Regions from separate parts of the Sus scrofa genome. Here region 2 is linked to region 1. The links are chromatin contacts, called in public Hi-C maps. All regions are on one chromosome and are shown on one strand. Each heading gives the region's core, a stretch centred on a gene start, on an enhancer-like site or on the middle of the called end of the contact. The rest is flanking DNA. Distances are from core to core; before and after follow the strand shown. Region 1 holds the start of RFFL (E3 ubiquitin-protein ligase rififylin). Region 2 overlaps RFFL (E3 ubiquitin-protein ligase rififylin).

Region 1 (2,697 bases), core at 147-2,646:
ACGGGTGGAATCGCAGCTGTAGCTGCCAGCCTATGCCACAGCCACAGCCCTGTTAGATCCAAGCTGTGTCTGTGACCTACACTGCAGCTCACGGCAATGCCGGATCCTTAACCCACTGAGCGAGGTCAGGGATCAAACCTGTGTCCTCATGGATACTAGTCAGATTTGTTTCCGCTGAGCCACGACAGGAACTCCCTGGGTAAATTTCTTACCACACAGATCTTCATTAATTTGCTGGGCTGTGAAGGTTGGAAATAATACTTGTAAAGTGACAGAGTGTGCATGTATAAACGATATTGATTTTAACTCACTTTTCCCTGTGATAGTCCTTATCTTAGCCCATACTGGTTATTGATCCCCCCCCCATGCAACCCTGGTGCTTTATGGTTAATTAAGGACTTCTATATTTATTAGCTTATTTAATCCTCATATAAACCTGCCTCACACAACCATACCAGTTTCTTCAGGGAGGAGGAACAAGTTCAGAAGGGTTGAATACCTGCCAAAATGTACACAGCAGCTAATGAATGGCCGAGGTGCACTCCTCCTCTCAGTCATCTTCATTCCATCAGGGCCTTCCTCTGAGCAGTTTCCTCTCTTTTTTTTTATTTTTATTTTTCTGCTTTTTAGGGCCGCACCCATGGCATATGGAAGTTCCCAGGCTAGGGATCAAATCAGAGCTGCAGCTGCCAGCCTACCCCACAGCCACAGCAAGGGCAGGAACTGAGCTGCGTCTGGACCTACACCACAGCTCTTGGCAACGCTGGATCCTTAACCCACTCAGCAAGGTCAGAGATTGAATCTGCATCCTCACGGATACTTGGCAGTTTGTAACCCGCTGAGCCACTAAGGGAACGCCGCCCCCCCCTTTTCCTCACTTTCTTAATGTACAAAGAGCTAACCCTTGGGGCTTAGGCTGGAAAATTCTAGAGGTGCCATAGAGTGAGCAGGACAAACATGGGTCTTGCTGTCCCCAGATCTGCCTTGTAATACCTTCCAGCTATGGGACCTTGAATGAGCTAGTGAACCCTGAGGGTCCTGGGTTTCTTCCACTGTATGTTGGGGACCATCACCTGCGGATAGCCATTGCAGTGAGGAACGATGGAATATGCAAGCGAGGCAACTTTCAAACTTTTATTATGAAACCAGTTCTGAAATGTTATGGGACTCGCTCAGGGTCCCCAAGCTGGACCGTGTACCTGGACCTTTCAGCTACTCGTGCAGAGTGCAGTGTGACCAAAGCAACAGGGACAGCTGAGGCCCCGACCTGGAGGGCCCGGCCTCTGGCGGCCTAGGCTCCGCCAGGGGGCGCTCGCGAAGGCCACGCTCTAGCCCGCCGCGCGCCTCGCCCCTCTCTATGGTGGCTCGGGCGCGCCAGGAGCGGAGGCGCGCTCCCGAGGGGGGGCGGGGCCGCGCCGGGGGTGGGGCCGCGCGAGGGGCGGGAGCGACCGGGCCGGGCGGCCGGGAATAGGTGGGGGGGCAACTTCCTGGGGCCGCCCGTGAGGATGTCGCGACTGCCCCCCGGTGCCCCTCAGCCCCGGAGACGCGGCCGCGGCGGAGCCCGCAGCCCCCCTGCCTGAGGCGTCTGCGGCCCGGATCCGGCCCCTCCCCTCCCCTCCCAGGTGCGGGCCGGACAGGCGGCCTCGGCAGGTGAGGAGGCGGTGGGGCTGGGATTCGCGGTGCGCCCGGTCTGGGGTGGGGTCCTGCGTGAGGCCGGGGTGGGGGCCGCTGCTTGGCCTCGGGTCTCACCAAACTGTGGTCCGGGGGCGCCTCTTCTGTGCGGGGCGCGGCCTGGGACTCTCCCTGCCTACAGGGGATGGGGGAAGCCCTGCCTCGCTGAAAGTCTGCGCATTCAAGGTAGCCCGCACCTGTCCCATTAAAAGCCTCTTCAAAGGAAGCATTTCACCTGCGGGAGGCAGCAACTCAGACGTGTACCCTCAAATATCTCCAAATGCCCTCGCGTCGGCAGATTCAGTTGGCTTGTGGGGGAAAGATGCTGCTTTACAGCGGTGGAAACTGAGTCAGGTACCGGGCGGCCTGCGTCTTCATTTAAAGGAACTAGCCTGACCCTGCTTCTTGGTGCGGGAGCCCTGCGAGCATCGTGGAAGGAGGCGGCTGGAGTTTGGAGGCTTGATGGAGAAGTTTGGGGATGTGGTTCTCTCCTCTTAGAGGAGTCCCCCGCCCCGCCCAGGGTCCTGTGGTCCCTCTTCTGGGAGTTGTCTTCTGTTCATTTGAGGTAGTGTGTGTGAGGTCGCCAGTAGCTAAGATGCAGAGGGAAGTGGGGCCTCTCTGCAGCTGGCTGCCCATGAGACATTTGACCAGGCACGGGGCAGTATGCTAGACCCGGGGTGCCAGAGCGTCGCAGGCTTCTCTCTGCTCAGAGCTTGACTTCAGGCTGGCAGAAGATAGAAACCACAGTATATTTTCACGCCTTTTTGTTGGTCTGTCATTTGCTCTAGGGGAAAGCCTGCTTGTGTAATCAGGGAAGAGGGTACCATGTTCTCCCAGCCTACCCCAGGGAAGAAGAGTTGTCAGCTTGGAAATAAGGCTTTACCCACAATTGCCGCTTTGCACCCCGGCTAAAGGCCACAGTAGCCTGGAGCACAAACATCCCCAGGTCCGTGTGGCCTTCTAAGGAAGTAAGTTCCTCCCTTTCACAGGTGGTTTGGGGGACAGAGACTTCCTGTCACCCTTGTC
Region 2 (2,697 bases), core at 105-2,604, 55 kb after region 1:
AGTAACACACTGAATGTTTCATTTATTATCTCTGTGAGCAGAGTTCAGGTTCAAAATGTCCATGCTGACTGCTTGGCCTACCAAGGAAAGCACGTCTTAACTGTATCACTGCAGCCCCCCGGCATTTTAGTGGACGCCCTCAAAACCTTTCATTTATTCTGACATTTGAGAGATTGGCTCGCCTTTGTCCTGTGATCTCAAAAGATCATCAACCCCCTCGTCCCTAATTCTTGTATTTGATGTGTAAAATGGGGGTAACAACCCCAAACCCACAGAGGTACCGATTCAGCAAGGAAGCCAACATTTGTGGAGCGTCTGCTGTGTCCACGACACGGCTGGGCACGGAACAGGCATACATAAGAAGTGGTCCCTGGAGTTGCTGCTGTGGTTCAGCGGTTATGAAACCCAACTAGTATCCATGAGGACGGGGGTTCGATCCCTGGCCTCGCACTCAGTGGGTCAGGGACCCGGCATTGCCGTGAGTTGCGGTGTAGGTCGCAGATGTGGCTCAGATCCCACGTTGCTGGGGCTGTGGTGCAGGCTGGCAGCTGTAGCTCCGATTAGATCCCTAGCCTGGGGACCTCCATATGCTGCAAGTATGGCCCTAAAAAGACAAAAAAATAAAAAAGAAGTGGTCCCTGCCTTCAAGGAGTGTACGGTTTAGTGGGAGGAAAAAAGCCTAACTGTTACCGGTGCCGTGGTGGAAGTTTCTGTAGGGTCAGAGGTGCAGATGTCAGAGCTCTGCTGGCTGCTGGGAGGCGAGGTCAGGAGGGCAGAGCACACCCAGCACAGACAGGGAAGATAACGTTAGGTTTAGAGGCCGAAGGACCGGGTTCTCAGAATCTCACTTCTCTGTATATTGGCTCTGTGACCTTGCTTCTTGAGCCTGGGTTGCCTCATCTGAAGAAATAATAACCCCTTCATCCCACGGTCAGCGTGCGTGTGGAATTGTACACATGTGTCAGCACGCACGCACATGCCTGTTTGATCCAGTTCTGTCGGTCTGAGCTCTAGGGGCGAGGTCAAGTTCCTGAGCACCGTGGCTCTTAGGCCAGTCCTAATTGCGAAGACAAGAGGGTTTATTTGAGGTAGAGATCTCAGATTAGGCACAGACAGGCAGCAGCAGCAAGCTTTCAAAAGTAGGTAGCGTGCAGCTCTGTCCTGGCCGATCAGGTCCGGGCTCACCTCTTGTCTGTCACAGCCAGTGTGGTGGTGCAGGAGGCGGGAAGAAACCTGTGGCCCCTGAAAACCCGACCTCACCTCGACCCTGGAGCAGGTGTGTGGGTCGATAGCCCTGCTCACCCGTGCCCTGGGGAGCAGGAGCGCCTGAGGTGTGTCTTCACTCTGACCTTTCCCCCTTTCTCCCTTGCACCAGATTTTATCATGTGGGCAACCTGCTGCAACTGGTTCTGCCTGGATGGACAGCCTGAGGAGGCCCCACCGCCCCAGGGAGCCAGGACGCAGGCCTATTCCAACCCTGGGTACAGCTCCTTCCCCTCCCCGACGGGCTCGGAACCAAGCTGCAAGGCCTGTGGGGCCCACTTCGCCAGCATGTCCAGGAAGGTGAGTGGCGGCCACTGTGGCCCCAGGCCCTTGGTCACGTCTGCTGACCCTTCTCTAGGGCCTGCCCCGGCCTTTGCCAGTGGCAGCCCAGACCCGTGCTTTCACAAAAGCCTCATCAAGCAAAAGCAAAGCATCCCAGCATAGATTTGGATTCAGACAGCAGCTTGGCCTTCCTAGCTGTTTGATTTAACCTGTGTTGAGATCCACTTTCCCATCTATAAAGCTCCCATCTCAGAGCGTTGTGGGAGTAAGATGGCTAATCTGCCAGGGTCCCCGGCGTGGTGCCCGGAGGGCAGTGGGCCCTCGACGTTACTCCTTCATTAGCTGCCGTTGTCGAAAGCCTGGCTGCAGATTAACTTGTTCTTCTTGAAAGATGTCCTTGACATCTCAGGGGCCTCAGGACCCTACCAAGGTGAAGGCTGGAGCTTATTTACTGTAGCCATTTCATTTGAAGCGCTCGGCAGCCGCATTTCCCGGGTCAGCGAGCAGGCGGTCACGGCCTTGGCTGGGTGATGCGGGGCGAGGTGTGGCCTGGCCTGGAAAAAGCACCAGTGCATCCGTCTTTTGCAGAATGAGAGGTGTGCAGCCCGGACTGTGTTGTTAAAATGATGGTAATGGGAAATCGGAGAGGAAAAATACGTTCTAAACCATCTGCTCTATGCCAGGGACCAGTTTGAGCAATGTATAGAGTTTCTGTTTCATTTAATCCTCACAATAACTCTGTAAGGTTGGTTTTAAGGTCCCCAACCTCCTGTTCTACACATGAGAGAGTAAAGTTTAACAGTTAAAAAGGAAACTGTAACTGTCAAGCTCCCGTCAGCCCCGAAGACATTTAAATACCCCTTCTCCCTCTGCTTAGGGAGCGCCCCAAGATCACGCGGTGATTCAGAGGCAGAGCTAGGATTCCCACATAGGGCTTTGACTCTCAGGCTCTCTCCCAGGAGACAGCAGGTCTGCAGCTTAGAGCGCTGACTGCCCGTCCCTTGACCCTGTAGGATGGTGGAGGATTGGCACTTGGCCTTGTAGGTTGTGTTTTTGCCTACACTACATTGCAGGGAAGGCGGGCACGTAGCCAAGCTTTGTTTTGATTTGCTCGGCTACCCCCCGTCACTGAGAACTCAACCAGAGAGGCTG

What was found. A called contact is a pair of places that touch in the nucleus more often than the background predicts.
Region 2: a Hi-C map of liver shows a contact between it and region 1, with 2.0 times the contacts expected there. The contact joins the enhancer-like site here to the promoter of RFFL in region 1. A contact is called at or near these places in 2 of 5 promoter capture datasets (fetal liver and liver), 17 of 47 Hi-C or Micro-C datasets (alveolar macrophages, blood, embryonic fibroblasts and 8 more) and 2 of 2 datasets of contacts at active chromatin or transcription factors (alveolar macrophages and skeletal muscle).

Annotation. Positions count from the first base shown.
Region 1 is chr12:40,073,863-40,076,559 of Sscrofa11.1, forward strand. It overlaps RFFL (E3 ubiquitin-protein ligase rififylin), which reads left to right and starts at 1,397. Exons shown (of 6, transcript XM_013981148.2): 1 at 1,397-1,650.
Region 2 is chr12:40,128,992-40,131,688 of Sscrofa11.1, forward strand. It overlaps RFFL (E3 ubiquitin-protein ligase rififylin), which reads left to right. Exons shown (of 6, transcript XM_013981148.2): 2 at 1,376-1,563. The coding sequence starts at 1,384. Among named protein-coding and RNA genes, the nearest start is that of TRNAG-GCC, 23 kb to the left of the region's middle. Within about 2 kb of position 1,355, at least 15 of the 83 cell types and tissues checked have an H3K27ac peak or open chromatin away from gene starts, as enhancers often do. A contact at or near this core is called in fetal liver, liver and retroperitoneal adipose tissue, where this site is marked.